2 separate regions of the Sus scrofa genome follow, and region 2 is linked to region 1. The links are chromatin contacts, called in public HiChIP or PLAC-seq maps. All regions are on one chromosome and are shown on one strand. The core of a region is the stretch at or near the end of the contact, and the rest is flanking DNA. Distances in the headings are between cores, read along the strand shown.

What was found. HiChIP or PLAC-seq counts read pairs in DNA pulled down with a chosen protein or histone mark.
Region 2: a contact with region 1 is called in an H3K27ac HiChIP or PLAC-seq map of skeletal muscle. The contact joins the enhancer-like site here to the promoter of IL6ST in region 1. A contact is called at or near these places in 2 of 5 promoter capture datasets (fetal liver and liver), 4 of 47 Hi-C or Micro-C datasets (embryonic fibroblasts, liver, retroperitoneal adipose tissue and 1 more) and 2 of 2 datasets of contacts at active chromatin or transcription factors (alveolar macrophages and skeletal muscle).

The regions. Positions count from the first base shown.
Region 1 is chr16:35,149,155-35,154,106 of Sscrofa11.1, forward strand. It overlaps IL6ST (interleukin 6 signal transducer), which reads right to left and starts at 2,634. Exons shown (of 16, transcript NM_001097432.1): 1 at 2,454-2,634. All of the region lies in intron 2 of LOC102168151 (a long non-coding RNA gene), which reads left to right.
Region 2 is chr16:35,281,366-35,286,317 of Sscrofa11.1, forward strand. All of the region lies in intron 8 of ANKRD55 (ankyrin repeat domain-containing protein 55), which reads right to left. Among named protein-coding and RNA genes, the nearest start is that of IL6ST, 130 kb to the left of the region's middle. Within about 2 kb of position 2,721, at least 12 of the 83 cell types and tissues checked have an H3K27ac peak or open chromatin away from gene starts, as enhancers often do. A contact at or near this core is called in retroperitoneal adipose tissue and skeletal muscle, where this site is marked.

The sequences.
Region 1 (4,952 bases), core at 1,384-3,883:
GCAGTGTATTTATCATGATTAGGAGCTCAGATTCCACACCACGTCGTCTGGGTATAGATTTTGGATCTACCACTTAATAGCCATGTGGCACTAGGCAAGTTAATTAACCTCTCTATGCCTTGGTGTCCTAATTAACCTCTCTATGCCTTGGTGTCCTTTATTAAAAGAGGGTAAGCTCTACTCATAAGGTTACAAGGATTAAATAAATACAAGCAAAGTGTTCAAAACAGTGACACAAAATAAGCATTACACATGTATTGGCTATTATAGTTACTATACTTTGATCATTTCTGACCCTTTCCACTTGGAATGGTCTCCCTTCAATTGTCCCTTTATCCAAATCTTACCCAGGTTTCAAGGCTGACCTCTGGTAAATACTTTGATCAATTCAACCCTTATATAATAATTCCCTGATTTAAACATACATAGCATCTTCTGTATCACACCACATTTAATTAAAACTGTCCTACATCCTTGTCATTTTTTGCAAAATGCTTGTCCACTCAATTTCTGTAAACCACATATCTTTGTGAGTTCCTATAGTCAGTACTAAATGCTTAGCATTTATTATGAAAAATAAAGTTCAGTAGAAACTTCAGCTCTGATCAAAATGTCTTTGCAATCAAAGAAATGGAGAAGACTGTGAGAACATTCCATCCTTCTCTAAGAGCCAAGCGGCAAATGTATTAGCGCCAGGGAATTCTGACTCCCATTAAAATAAGCTGCTATGAAATAGCTTCTGAGAGAAAAAAAAAAAAAAACCCTTCCTGCAGAAGTTATGGGGCGTTCTTAAGTTACCAAACCAAATTGTAGCACTGGATCCTCTATGAGAAATATGTCAGCATGACTACATGACTGACTGAAAGTACAGGATTTGGAATTACACAGAACTAGTTTTCACAGGAACCCTGAGCTTCAGTTTCGTTCTCTATAAGGCAGCTACTGTAACACCTACTTCACAGGTATATGATAGTCAACATCCACCCTAACATTTAGCTGAAATGCAAATTCCTTTGGAAAAATTTTAAATAAACTGAAAACACAGCAATTCATAAAAAACTGAACAGATTTTTCATTACATAAGAAAACATATTAACACAACACTGTATATCAACTATACGGCAATAAAAAACCAAGAAAAAAATTTTTTAAATTAGTTGTGTATTTGTAATATTCTAAACTACCTATGAGAAAAGTAAACATGTATAGTATTGTCAATATTCCAAACTGGGATGGAGGAAAAATTCTACTACAAAATCTATCCTTTTCTGACACTTTCTCCATCCTGTAATTTTTTTCCTTCCATTTGTAATTAAAAACAAGTGTTCAAAATTATCCCCAAAGAGAGAAACATTTGGAAAACATAATTTAATTTAATAGCAAGTTGGTTCTATAAATGTAGTACTCCAGTTTATAGTTTTAAACTACTTCCAAATAGGAATGAATATGAATTTAAGAAACCATGATAATGGCGAACAGCTCAAATGATGTTCTGAGTCAGTAATTTCAAATTAAGAGTTGCTCCAACTTGAAGCTGGCAGTCACACAGTCTAAAGGGTTTGTTTACAGCACTGACTAAACCAAACACTCCAATCTTTTAGAATATTCATCCTGGCGTTCTAACAATTAATTATTTTAAAGCAGTATAATCACTCAAATACTACACAAATTAAACCGAAATGGGTTTCGTTCTGAAGGAAAAAAAAAAAAAAGAACAAAGGTGGCAGATCTTATTTTTAAACTGTGGGTTTTTTTCCACTTTGAAAAAATACTTTAAAACAGAACCCTGCTTGGAATAACCTTTAAGCTTGGGGGAAGGGTGCAATTTTTAAAGACCGTATTCGGCGCCTTTAGGATACAGCGGTCTGTGGGGTTCATTAGGGTCGGGACATGTAATCGATCAAAAGAAGAAAAAGAGATGTTAAGTTCGGAATTTTTATGAGTATGGTAGGAACTTTCAGTAACGTTTAAACATTACAATTTAAGGATGAAAAGATGGCTTTGGAAAGAAAATTAACTTCCGAGTAGAAAATGAAGAGTCAAGTGCGGGGCCAGTGGAATAAGGGGAGATGGAAAGGCAACTGGGGAAAAGTGAGGATTTGGTAACCAAAAAGGAGTAAGGTCCAGAAGGCCGTTTGGGGGCGGGGGCTTAAGAAGGGTGTGGGGTGTGTGTGCGTGCACACGCGCCGGAGGTGAGTTTTGTACTTAGGGATGAAAAATCTAGGTGACAAAGTCGTGGAGATCAAATTCGGAGGTGTGGAAACAGGGAGAGGAAGGAATGTGGGGATTTCCAGGCTGGGGTAACAAGAAGTTTGGGGAGTTCGTTGTCGGGGCGCCCCTCTTTCTCGGGAAAGGGTGGCCTCCTCGGGTGCCAGTCCTCTGGCCCGTCCGCCCCGACTCGGCCCTCACCCTCCCGCTACACGGCCCTTCAACTGGCCACGGCCTCTCCTCACCTCTCAGGCCGCGGTGCCTCGCTCCTCCAGGTCCCCGGTAGCGTAGGTTCCCTCCGCCCCAGGCCCGGCCGGGCCCTCTGGCCAGCAGCCGCGGCCCAGCTCAGCTGCGACCGGGCGTTCCCCGCGCGGCTCCGCGGGCCTGTCGGCGCTCTGCCTGGACGACTGCTAGAGCTCCGCTCCTTCCCGCAGACGCGGCACGCGGCCCTCCTCCCGTGGCGGGGCGAAGCGCCCCCTGACCCCGCCCCGCGGCGCCCTGTCACGCCCCGCCCCCGGATTTGGGATCTGTACGTTGATTGGCCCCCGCGAGACCCGGCGCGCCCCGGCATTGGCTCAACGGCCGCCCGAAGACGATGGGGCGGCACTCCGAGAGGCTGCAATTCCCGTAACGCGGTTCCCGGCGTCCCGGATTCCGGTGACTGCGCCCGCGTCGCCTCTCCCAGGCGAGATCGAAGGGTTCCCCCCACCTCCCCTCTGCAGGCGGAAGGAGCGGAATGTTCCATTTTTCCGTGGAATAACGGGGTCGTGAACTGAAGCCCGGGTGCTGCCCGCCCCTGCCGCCCTCCCTTCTCTCGGCTTCCCTTCGGACTCCCTTCGAGGCCTTCCCCAAGGGACTCAGAGCCGGGAGGGACCGCCGGGTGTCTTTGGGGATCGGGGAGGCGTGGGAGCTCCTCAGGGAAGGTGGCCATGACTCCACAGGAGATTACCGCAGATAGTGGCGGCGGCTTCGGTCCAAGTCCTTATGTAAACCAACCTTGCCACGATGTATATTTCTAAGTCAGTAAATGAGTTTGGATGTGATTGATCGGTGAACCCCAGGTTTGGTGACACGCCAAGAAACTAGTTTTTCTTGCAGTTTGTACCTCCCAATCTGTTACAGAACTACAGAGTAAAAATCAGTTCCATTAACAATCCCCCTCTTCCCCTCCTCTGGTCTGGAAAAGGGACCTTCAGGCTCACTTTGATATTTTTTTTTTCGAGAATTAGATGAGAAGCCTCAAAGATAAGCGGGATGTGTGTGTGTGTGTGTGTGTGTGTGTGTGTGTGTGTGTAGAAACACACCCAAGGCCAGGGCCTTTTGTGGAAGAATGGCAGGCTATACGAGGACAATAATGTTTTAATGGACTTGAACAAATTATACCCATAAATTAACAGACAATTATAAGGTTCTTCATTATACTGACGATTCAGATAGGGTAAAACATAGATGGAATTATGATTTCTTAGTTGATCAGATAATTTTATAAGACACAGGAAAGTGGGCCTGCTATGTGTCTAGGGCTAAGGGAGTCCTAGGCAGGCTTGGGGATGGCAGTCCAGGAGAGAGAACACTCCATTGTGTTCAGCTGATGTGGCTCCCTATCACCCTATACCTAACCTGCAGAAACTGACTGGATTGTATTCTAGTTCTGCTGTTGATGGGGGTGTTTATTTTAAAACAAACTCTTATAAAATGTTGATACATTAAATTTTTATTTAGATCTAGCAGACATTTATGTAGGGGCCATGTGGTTAAGTGTACCTTCTGGTTTCAAGCTGCCTGATTTGAATCCTGGTACTGGTACTTCCCATGTCTGTGACCTTGGGCAGGTCTTCTCAAGATTCTTCATCAATCAAATGAGAATAATGGTACCAACCTAACAGGACTACTGCAAGTATTAAATGAGCTAAAATACATGAAGTGCTTGGCATATAGCAGTAGGTACTCAATAAATGACAGCTGTTATCATTATTGAATATCTACTATGTCAATGCTTTCCCAATCTCTCTTATCACAGTATATGTTGAAAATGATGGCACTTCTCTGGCATAGGGAGTAGCTACAGGGGATCATATCTCACAGCACACTAGCCTGCCTTGTACACTGGTGAGGGATGCAAAGGACTGAGTTAGTTCTTTTGTGAATATCTTTGTGTTTGCTAACACTAACCCATAAGAAACTCTCATTTTGTGGGGATGGTTAGAGTCTTAGGCTAATGAATCGATATTGGAGAAAGATTTTTTAGGACAGCAAGAGCGTGTCTCCCCTTGGCTGGAATTACTTTACTTTGCAGATACTACTGATCCATGAAACAATCACTTTCAGGATAAGGATTTATCATTAGAATGCCCTGTCAAAATGCAAGGATAAGAAAGAAAAGTGACTATCAATTGGGAAATTTCTGTTTGTGTTTTGATACTTATTTGGGATTTTAGATATGTCAGAAGCAGAGAGTAGGGAACCTGTACAGTGAGAGACCTACATGAGGATACAGATTACTTGAGAGTACATGAACAAAACTAGGAGAAAATGCTACAGAGCAAAGGTTATAAAGGTTGAAGACAAACTTTGCCTGCCTTGCTATTTACATAAATCTGGCCCTGACCAGGATGGCCATTTACTTTTTTTTTTTTTTTTTTTTTTGGTCTTTTTGCCTTTTCTAGGGCCACTCCCATGGCATGTGGGCATATGGAGATTCCCAGGCTAGGGGTCTAATTGGAGCTGTAGCTGCCGGCATACAC
Region 2 (4,952 bases), core at 1,471-3,970, 130 kb after region 1:
ACTTAGTGCTCCTGGAGGGGCCAAAGGGATCGGAGAGAGTGAATCCTCAGGCTTATCTTGTTCACCAGACTTGAATCTCTTTGTGTTCACTCTAAGAAGCAAGGTCCTCCAGGGCTTACTCTTTATTCATTTTATATAAACTTACAGAGTGCTTTCATATTGCTTCACCACTAGGTATGTGTGTCATGATTTCTAAATGTGTTAAGTTATACCAGGATGCAGTCAGCCTTTACAACGTTGCTGATTCTTTCAAAAACATACAAATATCTAAGCATGCAATGACAGGAATCAGTGTGGAACAGTTGTCAGTGATTCTCAGCTTCCAGTTCTTATTCCACTTGGGTCGCATAGTTGGTTGACTGAGGTCAACACACCATCTGTGAGAGAGAAGCAGTTGAGTGTAGTGGTCAGGAGCCCAGACACAGGAGCTGGACTGCCTGGGTTCACATCCCATCCCTATCGCTGACCAACTCTGTGACTGCAGGCAAGGAACTTAACTTCTGTGCCTATGTGTCCTCATTTGTAAAAGAGGAATAATACAAAGTTCCTACCTTATAGCTCAGTATGAAGATTAAAGGAGTTAATATGCATGTGGCATTTAAAGCATATCTGGAACACAGTAAGTGTTACTTCTAGAATACTTAACCCAGAAGTTTTAACCCTGGCTCCACCTCAGAATACCCCGGGGAGATTTTTTTTTTAAAAACCACAAATACCTGGGCTCTATATTCAGGGTTTCTGACTCAAGAGGTCTGGAGAGAAGTCCAATTTCTACAGTTTAAATAAGCTGTTCAGGAAATTCTGGTAAACAGTCAGATTTAGGAACCACCAAGAAAGGCGCTAAATGAATTAATCAATGGAAACACATTGTTATAGGCAGATGTATCCCCTCAAATTTGTATGTTGAAGTTCTAGCCCCTGTGTGCCTCAGAATGTGATTATATTTGTAGACAGAACCTTTAAAAAGGAAATTAAGTTAAAATGAAGGATTAGGGTAGGCTCTAATTCAATTTGACTGGTGTTTTCCTAAGAAGAGGCGATTATAAGAGTTCCTGTTGTGGCTCATCGGAAATGAATCTGACTGGCATCCATGAGGTATCATGTTCGATCCCTGGCCTTGCTCAGTGAGTTAAGGATCTGGCGTTGGTGTATGTAGCAGTCAAGGCTTGCATCCTGAGTTGCTGTGGCTGTGGTGTAGGCTGGCACCTGTAGCTCTGATTCGACCCCTAGCCTGAGAACCTCCCTATGCTGTGGGTGCAGCCCGAAAAAAGACAAAAAGAAAAAAAAAAAAAAAGAGATTACAGGGAGTTCCCTTGTGGCACAGCACATTAGGCATCTGTGGCTCGGGTGGCTGCTGTGGCATGGGTTTAATCCCTGGCCTGAGACTTCCGCATGCTGTGGGTGCAGTCAAAAAAGAGAAAGAGTGAGAGAGAGGACACAGAGCAGCAACATCAGAAACATGCTCTTGCGGTGAACAGCATGTGAAGAGGCAGCAAGAGGATGGCCATCTGTAAGCCAAGGAGAGAGCCTCAGAAGAAACCAACCCTACTGGCACCTTGATGTTGGACTTCCAGCCTTCAGAACCAAGAAAAAATAAATTGTTTGTTTAAGCCACTCAGCCTGTGATATTTTGTTATGGTTGCCCCAGAAAACTAATTATACTTACCAAGATGAAAAAAGATTATCTACAGGGACAATGAAGGGAATTCAGAAATTATTGTGGAAGAATTATTTGAAAAATGAAATTGTTTAGCCTCCTCCCAAATCATATTTCCATTGTCTCTCAGCTTAGATGACATCTAAGGTCCTAAATATTAAATTGCTACCCATAATGGAAGAAAAGAGAGAGGGGCTGATCATACTGTGTTACAAGGAGAACTTGGAGGATGGACTTCTTCAGTGGAGGTGATCTAACCAGCCTAAGATTTTTTTTTTTTTTTTTTTTTGTCTTTTTAGGGCTGCACCAGAGGCATATAGAGGTTCCCAGGCTAGAGGTCCAATTGGAGCTGTAGCTGCCAGTCTACACCATGGCCACAGCAACACCAGATCTGAGCCACATCTGTGATCTACACCACAGCTCATGGCAATGCGAGATTCTTAACCCGCTAAGCGGGGCCAGGGATTGAACCTGCGTCCTCATGGTTAGAAGTCAGATTCATTTCTGCTGAGCCACGAACTCCCCAGCCTAAGATTTAAATCTGGTCTTGCCACTGTCATTTGGGGAGCCAGGATAATGCTGTGATTTAATTCTGGCCTCACAACTGAATGACTTCTCTGAGCTTCTGTATCTTCACTCCAGTAACAAGGATGACACCAGTGATGGTGGTGAGGGTTAAACAACATAACAAGTGTAAAGCTCCTAGTACACAAATTTTAAAAGCACAGCAGCTATGACTGCAAACAGAACACCTCTTTTATCCTGAATTCTAGAATTCCTCTATTAGGTAGGAAGATGCTACAAATAATTGCATTTTTGTTAACACTGTTTTTTCCCTTATAGCTGCTTTATGTGGAAAGAGTAACTGGTAGCTATCTTCTTTCTCTCTTTCCTTCTCTTTTTCTCCTCTCTGCTCTCCTCTTCTCCTGACATCCCCTCCCCCACCTCATTAATGGCCATTGTCTAATGTCCAAGGAACATTTGGTCTGAAGTACTGTGGGAGGGAGAGTGGGAGGGAGTGAGAGGTCAGTTGTGGTCCAATCTAGTTATCCTCAGCTAACCCTGAGCACACTGAGGTCATCTGTACCCAGTTAGGATCTTCCGTAACTGCTCCACGGGGGTGGCGGGGCGGGGGGGTGGGGTGAGGGGTGGGGAGTTAGCTGTAACCAGACGAGAACTGGGATCAGCCTCCCCAGGTCACAGGGTGAGCCCTGTGCTAGATGTTTCTCTATTTGCCTCTCAAGTCCATTCTCTGCCCTGCAATATCTTGCTCTGAAGGCTGACCTCCAGCAACTTCATCATCCAGCTTCCCTGCCCTCTGACATTCCATTGAGTTTGGCCAGCGGGAGAACCTGCAGGAGGGATAAGCCACTTCCTTTTCTCACAATGACTTTTTTCCTCTACTAAAGGCCTTGGCTCCTGCCAGGTAGCCCCCCCTCCTACCGCTACAGCCACGACTACCTATTGCCCACCTTTTGGCAGGTTCCATTACCAGCTTCCTTCCTTTTGCCTTGTGGTCTAGGGGTGGACCATTTTCCTGATTTTGCTGGGGGGTGAGGGGGGATTGTCACCATCTCTTGTTGGTTAATTTTAAATAGTCTTCCTTTAAAATTTTTTAGTTACCTCTTTTGCTATTTCATGTCTTTTCTGTCCCACCTTGAGTGATATGTACCAATCTATACTGCTTGCCTCCATTTGATTCCTAAGTCTCTAAGACTTATTGATCTTCAAAGCTGGTTAAAAATTCGCAGATAGGAGTTGTGGTGCAGTGGAAAAGAATCCGACTAGGAACCATGAGGTTGCAGGTTTGATCCCTGGCCTCGCTCAGTGGGGTAAGGATCTGGTGTTGCTGTGAGCTGTGGTGTAGGTTGCAGACGTCCCTCAGATCCTGTGCTGCTGTGGCTGTGGCTGTGGCCAGCAGCTGTAGCTCCAATTCGACCCCTAGCCTGGGAACTTCCATATTGGTATGGCCCTAAGTGGGGAAAAAAAAAAAAAAAAAAATCACAGCTTAGTATTCTCTCTCTTGCTCTCTTGCTCATGAGAGCAAGTGACCCAATATACTCCATTGCCTGCCAAGGCCATCACACATTGCCTTGGTGGTCCAGCTTGGACTAGAAACCAGGTGTTTGGTTTCCAACCTGGTGCTTCTATACTGTTCTGTGGTTCAGAGGTGATCTGCAAGATACTTGTCCCACATCTGTCTTAATCACCAGTAGATGTGCAGACCTCTTAGTTTTGTTTTCTCAGAGCTCCTGTTTTGTGCTAAGGCGGCCCAGTTGTACTTCTCCCATACTTCCCAGCCCAATCTCCTATTAGCACCAGCTCAAACCCTCCTCCTCTCAGATCTCCAGGCAGTGGGATAAGGTCCCCTCATCCCAGCTGCCAGGGCAGCAGGCACAGGCCCCCAGCAGGAGATTTCCCAGACAGGCAGCGTGGTGAGTGAGCAAACACAGAGGCTAGGGCCAGGCTGCCTCCATTAGAGCCCCTGCTTCCTCACCAATTTGCCAGTGACCTTGGGCAGGTTATGAGACTCTTGGTGCCATTTTCTCATCCGTAAAATAAAGATAATAACAACATCTACTTCTTAAAGATTCGTTGTAACTTTAAATGAGTCAATGCATAAAAGCACTTAGAATGGACTTGGGTACTATAATCAGTTCTGTATAATGATTAATTTTTTAAAAAGCTCCTACCCTTTATATTTTGGGGTCCCTGCTTGCCATTAGGGGATCAGTAGGCCAGAGAGAGATCAATTACATGTCTCTTGGGGAGGGCCGTCTCCTTGAGGTTCTCTGGCTTGCCCCTTAGGCTCACAGCCCTGGAGTTGGTTCTGCCCAGAGATGGGTTGGAAAAAGGGTACCAAGCCATCCATCCACTTCCCTGTCCCTGAGACTGCCTGGAGGGGAGAGTATGCCGCAGTGAAATATCCATGGCAGGTTAGAATGTATCACCTAGAAACTAGAGAAAAGGACTCCAAAGAAGTGATTTTCTTCTTCCTTCTGGCTGCAGTCAAGAGCAATGAAAAGAGGCAGAGCTGCTGGCGCTTTGGCAGAAAAAAAAAAAAAAAAAGAAAAAAAAATCTTCTGGTAACCATGGAGACCATGAAAAAGACCTTCAGAGAGCCCTGTGGCTGCTTTCAGAGGAAATTGCTGCTTGCCTTCTAATTCTAGCATGTGCAGCCTTGTGCAAACACAACTCTGTGCTCTTTGGAGCTTTGTCTTAATGATCATGCCCCCTCTTTCACACAGGCGCCCTCTGAATGTCCCAGCCAAGGAAGCAAGAAAAGCCACGGGGA